2 separate regions of the Mus musculus genome follow, and region 2 is linked to region 1. Evidence: chromatin contacts called from public Hi-C data. All regions are on one chromosome and are shown on one strand. Each heading gives the region's core, a stretch centred on a gene start, on an enhancer-like site or on the middle of the called end of the contact. The rest is flanking DNA. Distances are from core to core; before and after follow the strand shown.

The links. Hi-C and Micro-C count contacts between places; a contact is called where the count stands out from the background.
Region 2: a contact with region 1 is called in a Hi-C map of the G1E-ER4 cell line, with 2.9 times the contacts expected there. The contact joins two enhancer-like sites. A contact is called at or near these places in 2 of 484 Hi-C or Micro-C datasets (the G1E-ER4 cell line and embryonic fibroblasts), 4 of 115 datasets of contacts at active chromatin or transcription factors (differentiating embryonic stem cells, embryonic stem cells, extraembryonic endoderm stem cells and 1 more) and 1 of 9 other capture datasets (embryonic stem cells).

Annotation. Positions count from the first base shown.
Region 1 is chr16:33,818,016-33,824,889 of GRCm38.p6, forward strand. It overlaps Muc13 (mucin 13, epithelial transmembrane), which reads left to right. Exons shown (of 12, transcript NM_001382834.1): 12 at 860-1,914. It also overlaps the pseudogene Gm34967. Among named protein-coding and RNA genes, the nearest start is that of Itgb5, 8.2 kb to the right of the region's middle. Within about 2 kb of position 2,961, at least 6 of the 459 cell types and tissues checked have an H3K27ac peak or open chromatin away from gene starts, as enhancers often do. A contact at or near this core is called in the G1E-ER4 cell line, where this site is marked.
Region 2 is chr16:34,055,411-34,062,284 of GRCm38.p6, forward strand. The region is part of intron 34 of Kalrn (kalirin, RhoGEF kinase); the gene reads right to left. Among named protein-coding and RNA genes, the nearest start is that of Gm41448, 61 kb to the right of the region's middle. Within about 2 kb of position 3,016, at least 17 of the 459 cell types and tissues checked have an H3K27ac peak or open chromatin away from gene starts, as enhancers often do. A contact at or near this core is called in the G1E-ER4 cell line, where this site is marked.

The DNA.
Region 1 (6,874 bases), core at 1,711-4,210:
AATAAATAAATCTTAAAAAAAAAGAAATTTGAATATTGAAAAGAACAAAAAACAAAACAAGAGAACAGGCTGGACATAATGGCATATGCCTTTAATACTAGCACTCAGGAAACAGAGACAGGTAGATCTCTATGTAAGCTTCGGGCTAGTCTGGGCTACATGTGACTTCCAGGCTAGCCCGACTGAAGCTACATATTGAGAAGCTGGCACATAAAAACAAAGCAAAACACAAAAGATTGGAAATACCAACAGAAGCAAAACCCAGGCAGCATCTGGGGAGGCTGAAGCAAGAGGACCACACATCTGAAGCCTGGTGTCTTAGTTCCTCTGTGGTAAGACACCATGACCAAGACTACTACCTGTAGAAGAAAGAGTTTAGTGAGACTTACATTGTCGGGGGTAAGTGCATGGCCATCATGGTGGGGAGAATGGCAGCAGTCAGGCAAGCTGGACACTGGAGCAGTAGCTGAGAGCTCACATCCTTATCTGAAAGTTGGAGGCAGAGGGAGTTAACTGGGAATGGTGTGGGCTTTTGAAACCCCAAAGCCGCCTCCAGTGACATGCCTCCTCCATCAGAGCCACACCCCCAATCCTTCCCAAACAGTCCCACCAAAGAGGACCAATTATTCAATCATGTAAATCTATGGGAGCCATCTTCATTCAAAACACAGCATCAGGTTAGGCTATAAAGATCCTGTCTCAAACCAGACAGACAGACAGACACCCCAAAGACACAAGGGAGCATAGGGAAAAAGCTGAAGACAAAAGATATATTAAAATAATTGACAAATATCAGTTTTCTCCTGTTGCTGTCTAGAAATCTTTTCTAAGCCTTGCCTCTCTCTCTCCTCCTGTATAGAATGATAAGAATTTGGAACCCTCCCTAGCCCAGCCCACCCAAGCTACGGTCTTAAGGACAAGGAGAAATGGGCAGAGACAAAGTTTGACCTCCAGCATTCCTCTGCGTGGTTTGCCAACCCCTCTGGGTGTGGACCTGTGTGAAGACCGAAGCTTGCCGAAGACACACCTATCAAATTAAATGCGCATAGACCCTATGAGCCTTTGTAAGAGTTGATTTTCTCCAGTTAGTACAGAATGCTATGGCAATTGGTGTGGGGCTTTTCTTTCCTGGTGGGTCAACTCTTAGCGTTTCCAATCTTAGAGGGAGCACCCTCATAACTCATCCCTGAGCAGTGCCACTCCTGAGCTCTGGACTCTGGCCACTCTTGAACAGCTAGCTGCTTGTGATAGGGCCTCACCCCAAGAGGACAGGCAAGAGATGGAAGCATGTCCCAGCTTTCTCAGGAGGACTTTGGGGACCCAGGCAAATGACAATAAGAAGGCTTGGACTGGCTCTGTCCTCTGTGGGGACATTCAAGTCTTTGAGATGTTAGTTGGTAGGAAAGCAGGGAGGAGAAACAGGAGCATAGGAGGTAGAGAGAGGCCAAGGAAGCTATGCCGGAAGGCTGAGGGAGGGAGAAGGTAGCAGGTGGCGTCTTCTCCCTTGATGATGTCCCTCCTCAGGCAGCAAATGGGTACTCTCCGGTGCTGCCATCCCCAAGACATAGATCCTGGGAAAGCCACAAAAGCAGCAGTCAGTGTGAAGCCCCTGTGACAGCACAGGCCTTCTATCTGGAACTCTGACAGAGGAGCCTGGTGTCCACTCAATGATGCTTCACTGAACCTCTGCTCCATGATGGAGGCTTAGCAGTGGCCACACACACACACACACACACACACACACACACACACACACACGATAAATATAAATACATCCATCATCTGTCTTTTTAAATGTTAATTGTGCCCTCGTGTCTGTCTGACGTCTGGTCCTCTCGAAAGGTATTTTTGTTATTATTTGTTCTTAATTGTTCATTGTGGAAGGCAATGCTTTAATAAAATATATTTGGTGGATAGTGTCCTTTCTTGTGTTGGGAGGCTCGCAGTAGTGAGTCTCACATATCCCAGGCTGGCTTCGAACATTTTACACAGCAGGAGATGACCTGAAATTTCTGTTCTTCCTACCTCTGCCTCACCAGAGCTGTCTCTGCATCGCTAGTGTGGGGTTTACAGGTGTGTGCCACCATGCCTGGTGTATGTGGTTGGTAGGGATGATACTGGGTATATCAGGGCTTCATGCATGCCAGGCAAGCACCCTCGAAAACAAGCCAGTCCTAGTTCCTAGCACAAGTCTCATTTCATGTTTAAAGATTTTTTCTTTTAATTTTAAAGTAGGTGTAGATGTTTTATTTTTTTTTTTATTTTATATGTGCAGATGTAGTTGGCTTTGAGGGTCAGAGGCATCAGACCCCCGAGAGCTGGAGTCAAGGCAGATGTGAGCTGCCTGATTCTGATTCGGATGCTGAGAGCTCAGGTGCTCAGTACATATTGCCTACTGCCGAACTGCAGGAGCAGTAAGTACTCTTCACTGCTGAGCCATCTCCCTGGCTCCCCCTTGAGTCTCATTTTAAACAGAAAATGTGACTTGACACCCTGGAGTGACCTGCCCGACATTTGCTACCTTCACCAGGGATTTTCCATCACCCAAGACAACATTTTAACATGTCGTAGACCATGTTGGCTTCTATCCCTCAAACACAACTCCATGACAAGTGTCCAGGCCGAGGGATCCCAGTCTTGGATCCAGGGATTGGCCAGGCCATCCCAGTGGAGGCTGACTTATTCTGAGCACCTATATTGGTAAACTGTGCAATTTTAGCTTGTTGAGAGTGTTTGTTTTGGCGATGGAAAGCGGATTAACGTAGATGGGACCCAGACGTTCAGATACCAGCACATTCAAGAAAAAAAAAAATTATCTGAATAGATCAGGAAACCATTCCTCCCTCTGGCGGGGTTTTCCTAACCACACCTTCTACCCTAAGCACTCTGGTGAGGTACAGCTTCCCTCCGTTCTAGCTTATTGCCACAGGCCAGCAAATTTCATGGTCAGTAGATGGCGCTGTCTCCTATAATTTGCGGGAAAGTGCGACTAGCGCTATTCTTTCATAGAGGCTTCTTTCTGACTGCTGACTTCCTTGCTTGCTTTCTTGCTTTTTTTTTTTTTTTTTTTGCTTGTTGTTTGTTTGAGAACAGGGTCTTACTTGGGAACATCACAGCCAAGTATAATCATTGACTTTATTTTTTAAGCGGGATAGGGGGCAGGGGAGAGGGGAAGATTGCGCACGCGCATGCATGTGAGCGCATGCTCCAGTACCCCAGCATGCATGTGAAGGTCAGAGCACTTGTTTGGGGACTCAGTTGTCTCTTTCCACTGTGAACTTAAGGTATTAAACTCATAATTTTCAGACTTTCCAGGCAAGTACTTCTGCCCATTGAGCCGTGTTTGGGCCCTTAGTCAGAATGAACGCAGTTGTGGGGATCAAACTCAGGCCTTCACATGCTAAACAAACACTGCACAACTGAGCTGCGGCCCCAACCCACTTTGTAGTTGTTGTGTTTTTATTCTTGTTTTTAGCCAGGGTCTTACTATATCAACTGTGGTATCCTGCCACTTTCCATGCATGTTCAGGCTGGTCTTGAACCTGTGATAGATAAGTCCTACCTCTAACTCTAGTTGTTGGGATGTCAGGCGTGTACCTAGACTACAACTAGAGTGCCTGGCTTGGCTGGATTCTGTTGAAATATTTGCATCCTTTTTACTTGGGCATTAGAGAGCCTTCAGTGTCTCCTTTATTGGTCTTCTACTATAACTGAGTGTTCTTGGTGCTACGGGTTGAAGCTGGTGCGTCAGCCATTTTCACGAAGCTCTAACTCCATTGTGGGGCTACATCCCCAGTACTGAGCAATGTCACTGTCGCATCAGTGGTACTGAGTACAACCGTGTAGATAATAAACAGTTTGTTTGTTGGGCAGTGGTAGCGCACACCTTTAATCCCAGCACTCGGGAGGCAGAGGCAGGCAGATTTCTGAGTTCAAGGCCAGCCTGGTCTACAAAGTGAGTCCCAGGACAGCCAGGGCTATACAGAGAAACCCTGTCTCAAAAAACCAAAATAAATAAATAAATAAATAAATAAATAAAAACTATTTCATTTAGTGGTAATTTAAAAAGAGACATAAAGTTATTTACATGGAAAAATCCTTCAGTTAAGAAAACAAAAGGCTCCCAGTGCGAAGTTTCTGTCTTTCATCAGTTTTTATGAGGTGAGCAAGGGCTGCTGGGGCTTTTCATCAGTTTTTATGAGGTGAGCAAGGGCTGCTGGGGCTTTTCAGTGTTGTCCAGGTTATCTGACTTGGCCTCAGCTGACAACCCTCAACACAGAAAGCAAGGTTAGAGAGGAGCCCGGGGGAGCCTGGAGCAAATATAGCGTCTCCACCTCACTGCTGGGACCTACTCTCTTCCAATCAGGGGCAGAGGCTCAGGCAAACCAGGCAAACTGTCATTCTACAGGCCTGGGAATCCTTTTTCCTGAGCTCATAGTCACAGCCCTGGCCAGTTCCAGAAAGCTCTGTTGCTTCTAGATGAAAAGCAGCCGCAACAGCCGGCCTATTAGAGGGCACTTCCCAGGATCCAGGGACACATCTTAGCGGCTCCTGTTGTGTAACCTCCTTAGCTTCTCGGGGTAGTTAGGAACTAGGCAGCATTGTCACTAATGCTAAGCGAGCAGGAAGATAACTTGAGCAAGTCAGAAAGCTACTAAAAAGCCTGGCCAAGATCTGAACCCAGGCAGTCCGACTTAAGAGTCTGCATCATGAATGTCAAAATTATCCACCTGGGTAACATATGAGACCCACCTCTGAGCTGGACAGGGTTCTGTATTTCTTGTGCCTTGGTGACAGGCGCAGTAGAGAAATTTCGGGTTGTATTCCCGGAGCTCATGAGCCTTTAGTTCCAAAGCTGAACAATTTTTCCATTACTAATGTTCAAACTTCACACAATCCTCTCCCTGGTAGTTATGCATATAAAATCATCCACAACGGGACTAGAGAGCTTCGCAGGGGCTGAGACACTGATTGCCCTTTACAGAGGACCCAGCATCTTGTCTTGGCTTGTCTATAACTCTGACTTCAGGGGATTCAATACCCTCTTTTGCTCTCCACAGGAGCCAGGCATGCGCATGATGCATATACATACATTCAGGCAAAATATTTAATCACATAAAGTAATAAAATAAAAATTTTAATTGACTATAATGTTCTTGCTTGTTACATATTATCTCAGGTCTGACTGAGGAAGGTCCACTCTGTGGGGACCTTCCAGCTCTTGGATATACTGTCCCTCCACCCACTGGCCAGTGGTGGTGTCCTGCTCCTTAATAGTGATGGAAAGATCTTTGAAACTTCTTTCCTTGAAACAGCAATGCCTCCATAAGCCCTTGCCAGGAAGGGGCTTCTCAGAGGCCATGCCTCTCCATCCCATCTGAGGTCTCTGCTATGCAAAAAGTCCTCTGTGGTATTTACATTCACAGAATGTAAAGAGCATGCTAGGGCAAAGAGCGTCCTGGAACACAAAAGCAAATCAATAGAGTCAAGGCTTAAAAAAAAGGCATCTTTGGGGTTTTTGTCATTTTTGAAACAGGGTTGAATGCACGTGCACGTATGTGTGTTGTGTGCTATGGCACACACAGCTATGGCTATGGTGTTGTGGAGGTCAGAGGACAGGGAGTCGGTTCTTTCCTGCCACCTTAGAAGATCCTGAGGTTGAACTCAGGTCGTTAGACCTGTGCATGAGGCCTCTACCAGGTAAGCCATCTCCCTGGTTCCCCACCTCCATTTCTCCTCCTCCTCCTCCTCTTCCATATCTTCAACAGATTTATTTTTAAAGGAATGGTCTAAGGGCAAAAAAGGGCTCAGAGTATGGACAAGAAATAACTACAAATGTAAATAAGCTGTTTTATGAATTCTTTTTTAACCACAGACACGTACAGAGAATGATGCCCCATACAAAACACAACGGATTCAAACAAGGTGTTCTCTTAGCAAGGCTAAAGATTCAGTCTCTGGTACTTGGAATTTAGGATGCAGTCCCCGTTTTTGGATGGATCTCTGGGTATTTGGCACAGTCCATGCTTTTAACCAGATTTGAACAGAAGAATGGCCACCTGACCCAGGTAGAAGTGGATGAAGTGTTCGGTTTCATGCAGTGCCAGGTGGGGTTGTGCTTTTTGTCAAACTCCTCCTTGGTATGGGCCGAAATATCCTTTTCGGTGTTGTACTTCTCAAATGCCTAAGTAGCACACTCCGCCGAGTCCTGTTGCATCTCTTCTAACATACCTGCATTTTTGATCACTGCCTTCCGGTCATGCATGGTTACATTTTACTATTGATCTGGGTCTTAGGACCCCGTCCTCATGGCTCCAGTTCCTCCATCCTGCCGCTGATCTCCACGTCCATTTTCTTAGTGGCATACAATCACCCTCTAAACTATTCACATTTCAATTCCATTGTGGAGCATCTGCCATTTTTCAAGGACATTTTTTTTTCCTGTTATTAACCTAAGCTTACAGAATGATTACAAGCAGACGTCTGGACAATGGACCCACCTGCATTTTTAAATAATGTGGCCTCTAGTTCTTTTTGAGACACAGCTCTACTAAAGCTTCCATGCTGTGATTCGGAGTCTCACCTTCTGCTTCTGTCCAGGAGGGGAAAGCACAGAGGATCTTGAGAGAGAAGCTCTTAGCTGTCTGGTCAGGCCTGGCAGTGCCTTGGAAGGCTTAGTCCTGAGGTGGGAGCCCCTCCTCTCCCTTAGCTTACTGCCCGTGGCCAAGTGTTGAAAGGCATTGTGTTCTCTCAAAATAAAGATTCAATTGTGGTTTAGGAATGAATGCCTCAAGAACTGCTGTAATGGGAGGGCCATCAATCCCAAAAGGCCTGGCTTGCCCTGAGTCACATGACTTAGAAGCTTCACTAGTGG
Region 2 (6,874 bases), core at 1,766-4,265, 240 kb after region 1:
ATAGATAATGAGAACAACTATATTAAAAAATAAGGTTGGACTGGGCAGTGGTGGCACATGCCTTTAATCCCAGCACTCAGGAGGCAGAGGCAGGCGGATCTCTAAGAATTGGAGGCCAGCCTGGTCTACAGAGCGAGTGTTGGGATAGCCAGGGCTATAGAGAGAAACCCTGTCTTGAAAAGAAACTAATGATGATGGTGATGGTGACAGTGGTGGTGACAGTGTCAGCGATGATGAGAAATGCAGTGGGCAGTAGAGGGTACAAATTAACAGTAATTGAGTAATTGAGGTTAGATCATGACTCAATCGATGTCTGAGCATGTTCCTAACAGCGGCGAGAGACAAGCCATGCAGCCATTTAACAAAGGCCAAGGCAGGCAAGTAGAAGATGAAAAAGTATAGCTGTCCCAAGGTAGTGTGTGGGGTATGCTGGGTGGCATCAGAGCAGTGAGCAAGGGGAACAGAGTGGGGGTCAGTGAAAGCAAAAGGGACTGGACCACCCGGACTGGGTAGCCAATAGTATGATACCTTTGTTTTTACCTACATGGAAAATTCCCAGAAGATGGATATCATCTATCATAATACTAAAATGCCATTCTTACTTGCAATTGAGGTCAGTGGCAACAGACTGCCTAGGAGACCACCATATTCCTTTCAACTGAGTGATTCTGGTGGCCACCAGAAGGGATCAGACTCTGGATATGTTTTGACAGCAGGACAAAGGATAAAGTTCCCGAGGCAGGCAGAGTATGGAAGTGTGACTCTGAGGGTAGATGGAAGGGAGGCCAGTTGCAGGCATCTTCGAGATGCTCATAGATAGATACTAGCAGACAGGCTGAGGAGCCACTAGACTTCAAGCCTGGAGCTGGAGCTGGGGGTGGGGGCGTGGGGGGGGAGTGCTGGTAAGCTGCCGGTGACTGAGGGCTACAGGGAAGAGAGGGCGCTGGATGCCGTGAATGAAAACACCAAGAGGCATGGATGTGGGGAACAGAGAAGTCTGGAGACTCAGCAAGAGGCAGGAGGATGAGAAAGCGAAGAAAATGTCAGAAAGGCAGGGAGAGATGAGAGCAGGAGCTGGCCAGGAGGCTGCACGGAGGAAAGACATGATCAGCTGTGTCGGATGCTCCTTGACAGGTCAAGAGTTCTCACCAAAGAAACCTTAAACTTAGTTACACAGCCGTCGGTCGCCGGTGACTTTGCAGAAAAGCAGCTGTGGTGTGCTGGAGGGGGCATGCTCGTTACACAGGGCGGAGAGAGGAAGGGAGGACTTCGGTTTTGTTTTAAAGGGACAATGATTGGAGATCAAGAGAGTTTGCTTTGTTCTTTCAAATAGGAGAAATCAGCATATTGTCTGTAAGTTGCATTTGTGGACTATCTCAATGCTTTAATGAGCTTACAATAGCCTAAGTATTTTACAGGACCATCTTGTTTCATTCTCTGACAACACAACTGGGCTCAAGGGGTGGAGGGTTGTCTTATTATCTTCATTTTACAGAAGAGGAAACTGCCCATTTAGAGACATCAATCAGTTTGCCCAAGGACACACAGCTCCCAGGGACAGGGTGAGATCTGTTGGTCATTCAGCCAGACTTGAGCAATTAACCATCTACTGGCCCTTCACACCTGTTCATGCCCAGTGCCCTTCACACCTGTTCATACTCAGTGCCCTTCATACCTGGTCATGCCCAGTGCTTGAGTTCCCACTGACTACAGGCAAAGCAAACCCAAGGAACCACACTATTGAAGTGGGAGAGCTAGAGAGGGCACAGCACAGGAGAAACATGGCCGACAATCCTTATTTGACACTTGAAGACTTGCTACTCTTTGAGGAGACCGGCAGTACATCTACAGAGTTGAGCCTCTAGAAAACCTGACTAAGCCAAACACAAGATTTTAAAGTCCGTTTCAGGTGTTCTAGCCCCAGCTGCTCAGTGATGATGTTTTTTGGTTCCACCCATGCTGAGAGAACTAGGGTCCTCAGACTTCTGAAAGTTGCACAGCAACACCAGCATCCTGGCACCCAAGTCAAGTGCCAAGCAAGAGTCACTAACCAGTAACAACATCACAGAGAGTGTAGTGGAGAGTGAATTCTAAAAATATAAGATCCAGGCTCCATTTTCATTGATCTCTTGTCTAGCTACGCACGCTTCCACATGCACGACAGCAGAGAGAAGCCGGGAGGGAGAGAAAAGAACAGAACAGAACAGCAAGCAGAGCAAAGGAGATAAAGATTTTCTCACAAAGCCATGTGTGATTAATTGCCAGCAGGCTGGTAAGAACAGACTCTCCTGATAAGTGAGCCCAGTTCAGAGAAGGGTCATAACTGTGTAGGAGAGACTAGCCTGGAAAAGTTTAAGGACAGAGATGTTTGGGGGAGGTCTGCTCCCAAAGAGAAGGATAACAAGACCAATCGCAGAGTCAGGGGACTGGAAGGGAAGTTATCCAGTTCAAAGTGGGTCCTTTCCAGGGAGTAAGATCAGTGGGGTAGAAACCTGGAGGAAGGGAACATTTGGGAAAATATTGGACAATAGGCTGGACTGTGAACTTTGAGATTCTGGTGGGAAATGACACAACAGAAAAGGGGTAGGTTTTTTGTTTGCTTGTTTTGTTTTATTTTTTGTTGTTTTTCAAATTAATCTGGCAGCTCTATATAACTATCTTGGGGAAAAGGGATTGGACTTAAGATCCAGATAGCTGTGCCCGGGCTAGAGAGAATGATACTGTTAGTGTTCAGAAGACAAATTAAAGGTGAGGGTGTCATGAATGCTCATTACTACCACAGTCCTGAGGTAGCTGATCTCCACCCCAGCCCTGGTTTGCAAACTGATATTTAAACCAAGTAAACGGCTGGGTACCTAGAAGGTGTTCTGGTGGCTTTTCGTACCTACTCGGAGACTGAATCACAGTTTCCTGTGTGATTCTGCCCTGGACTTGGACAAGAGATCTCCCCTAGCCTTGGAAACCCTCAGAGCAGAAAAGATAATCCTGAAATAAAATTAACAAATGTATTTGCCAAGAGAGAGCTGTCTCCAGGATCTCCCTGGGGCTGATAACCCTAAGCTCCTTGTTGGGGCTCGCTGGGCCTTGGCCCTGCTGGGGCACTTCCCCGGGGGCTGTTAGGGCCTTGTGCATACTTTGGAAAGCAACAGCAGAGTATCTGTGTTTGGAAGCACAAACACAGAGCTCCTAAAATTCCCTGGTAAGAGGAGAACCTACAAGGCTGCTCTGCTCAGGGAACATCTGGGGATTCACTGGCATGTCTTTAAGGACAAAGGTGTAATCTTATCTCAGAAAATTCCTCTCTGGCTGTGGTCTTCTGTGTTGACATTATTTCTCAAGGGTTTGGTATGGGTGATAAGCATCTGCAGTAGCTGATAGAAACAGGGCCTCCCTGAAGATAAGCAGCAGGCTCTCCAAATTCACTAGGCCCCAGGGATGCAACTGACTCCAAGTTTTCGAAACCCAGGTTTATAGCAGATGCTGTGTCAGCAAAGCAGCAGTCTTAGCCGCATTAACTGTGCCTCGGTTACCAAGCAAAGCAAGTTGATGTTCCAGGGTAAACCATGGCCTGGCTTGGACATTCCCAGATGCATGTTAGGAATGGCCATTCCTCTTTCCTGGCTACTACTGATATCTGCTTCTTATGCTTTCTGTATAAAGTGATGGCAAAAATACACGAGTGGAAAATGAGATCTCCAGAATATTCTCAATGCTGTTTCAAGTTTGCTTTAGGCAAACAGCTGGAGTCATTGAACGGTGGCTAAGCACCACCAAGTCAGAAGCAGTATAAGATTCATCATGTAGCCGGTGTCCTAGCATAAGACAGGAAAAGAGGTAGGGGGACACAGGGTCTTACCACGTAGCCTTGCCTGGCTCAGAACTTGTTCTGTAGGCCAGGCTGGCCTCAAACTCATCAAGATTTACCAGCCTCTGCCTCTTGAGCCCTGGCATTAAAGGCCTGCCTGTACTACCTGCCTGGCCTAAATCACTTAAAATGCCTAGCTGTAAAAAAAAATGTGGAATTACTTGGACAAGAAACAGCTGCCTCTTCGGGATTACTATGCCCACACCATCTCTGTAAAATGGCTACATTAGTGAAATGTGTTCCCGGTAATAGGACAGTTCCGTGACTAGTTCACGTCAACTACAATAACCCTGTCTCTCACCCCAGTCGTCGTAGTTGAGGCAGGTTACACGAATTACGGTTCCCGTGTTAGGAAATAGAGAAATGAGAGGGTTTCAGCAAACCAAGGTCAGTGGCAGAGTCAAACCCCAAATCCAGGCCAGGCTTTATAGCACACACCTTAGCCTTATTTCTCTCTATCGGTTCAGCCCGTGGATTACCGATCCTCTGTGATTATGGTATAAGGGACTATCCGGTTGCTAGTCTCTTCAACATCTTAATATAAACTTACCCATCTGTTGTATAAATGATAAAGTTTCCGTGTTGAAAACCATCTTCAAATTTACCCAATAATTGTGCAGGTTAAGCAACAGAGCCACAGTCACAAACTAGTAATGAAACTAGGACCAGACCTAGCATCCCCTCGACCACTGAGGCCGTTGGATCAACACATGCTCTTGACTCTGAGGTTAGGAATTGCCCTGAGGACCGGTTTCAAGTGTGTGGGAGCTGTGGATACCGTAAGTAGATGAGAGTCCCTTATCTGCAATTTGTTTACAGGATTAAAAATAACAGTGAATTTCCTTAGGCAAATTTTTACTATGAAATTGCCTTGTATCTTTGGTTTTTCTAAGACAGGGTTTCTCTTTGTAGCCCTGGCTGTCCTAGAAGTCACTGTATAGACCAGGCTGGCCTCGAACTCACAGAGATACACCTGCCTCTGCCTCCCTAGTGCTGGGATTAAAGGTGTGCGCCACCACCACCACACCACCACCACCACCCTGGAAAAATATTTTTAAATAAAGAAAAATACAGGGGAAAAAACAGCTATTTAATTATCAAAATGTACATATTTTGTCATATTTGCTTCATCTGTCTTTTAAGAATGAAAGGTTTCAGATATAGCTGAAGGCGGCCACTTATCTTTACAATCTCACACTCTTCTTCCATCCCAGAATTAAAGGGAGTTCTAAGGTTGGTATACCCCTTCACATCCATGCCATTTACTTTACATGCAAGTGTGGCCCTATTTTTATTTTATATAATCATGATATAGGTATCATTTTGCAACTTGCAAATTCTCCGTGGCTCAGCCCATGAAAGTCTTAACACAAGGGCCATTACCTAGCCATGACAAGAACGTCCTCTGTGTCTCCCTCCGAATAGGAGCTTCTGATGAACTCAGGATAGGGCAGGTGAGCAACCTGAGGTCAAGGTCTCAGATGGTTGACCAGTTAAGATTATGCTACCCGTGTTGTCATCGTCCCCCTGGGGCCAGGTCTCAGTCACTCTAGGTGTTTTAGTCACTGTGCAGCCTGGGGTCCAACAGCTCAGAAGTGAGTGCTGTCTGCTGCCCTGAAGATGAAATCTGGGAAAAGCCAGGACAGCCTCCTCACTGCAGGCATCCTAACAACTCCCTGTCTACAAACACCATCTTTTCCTTTATTAGCAAGCAAAACAGAAGATACTGAAAAGAACACGGGCAGAGTACGGGAGAGGTGTGTCACATCCCATACAGCTCATCTTGAAACTCAGCCTCCCTCCCGTTGATGACGCTTCTATTCACACTTTTGACTTTTCTGTTGTATCCAAAGAAAAGTTCTACCTTCATTGGCCTGCTGTGAAGGTTGCAGGTTTCTGAGAGGGGCTATCCTGAGCTAGGCATCGCAGCTAGGCTTCTGAGGAGGGCTATCCTGAGCTAGGCATCATCGCATGCTCAAGTGTCTCAGGGCTGTATCCACAGCATAAAACACTGATGTAGCCTTGTTTCTGCTCCCTTCGGTGGCAGGTGAAGGACTATACCTCCTCGACAGAAAGAGGAGAAAGTCCTTCTATCTGTGGGTTTATTGTCCCCAAGGACCCAAACAGAGTATTGGAAGAGCTAGCCTGCAAACCAGGGAACACGAGAGCAGAGGAAAATCAAGTCTGCTTCTCTCTATTTCCAAGACTCGTCTCACACCAGACACATATATGGTTGTTTCTTACACACCAAGCCAGCAATCAGGTAGGTGTCAACTCTGGCACTGTCATCCTGAAGAAGGCATTAGATTCTACAGGTTGACGGCTCAATCCCCAGTTCTGCCACCTCAGATGCCAGTCACAAGCCCCCAGTTGTTTTACCTATGCTTGACTGGCTGGACACAAACCTCCCTTTAATAAATAGATAAATAAATAAATAAATAAATAAATAATAAAAAAGAAATTGGTTTTCCAAGACAGGGTTTCTCTGTGTAGCTCTGGTTGTCCTGTAACTCACTCTGAAGACCAGGTTGGCCTCAAACTCAGAGATCCAGTTGCCTCTGCCTGCCAAGTGCTGGGGTTAATGGCATGGACTATCACTGCCTGGCCCACAGCCTCCCTTCTAGTGCCCAGTCTCCTTTTCCAGCTTGACTAATGTACTTCAGAGTCTCTCAAAACTCAGGGAAACAATGCTTACTGGTTTACTATAAAAGATCTGCCAAATGGTACAGACAATGAGACTGTAGGGCACTAACGGTGGCACCTCTATGCCCTCTTTAGCTGTACTGTCTCTCAGGCACCTGCTTGAATTGTGCTACCCTGAGGTTCTCAACTCCCATCTCTTCTGGAGATTTTAGGGAGGCTTTATAACATAGCCATGGTCAACGAAATTGCTGGCCAACCTAACCTCCAACCCCTCTCCTCTCCCAAAGGTTGTTGGGAGAAGCTTAAAATCCCAACTCTGTAAGCCTGCCATGGTATCTGGGTGAACTCTACCCACCGGGAGTGGCT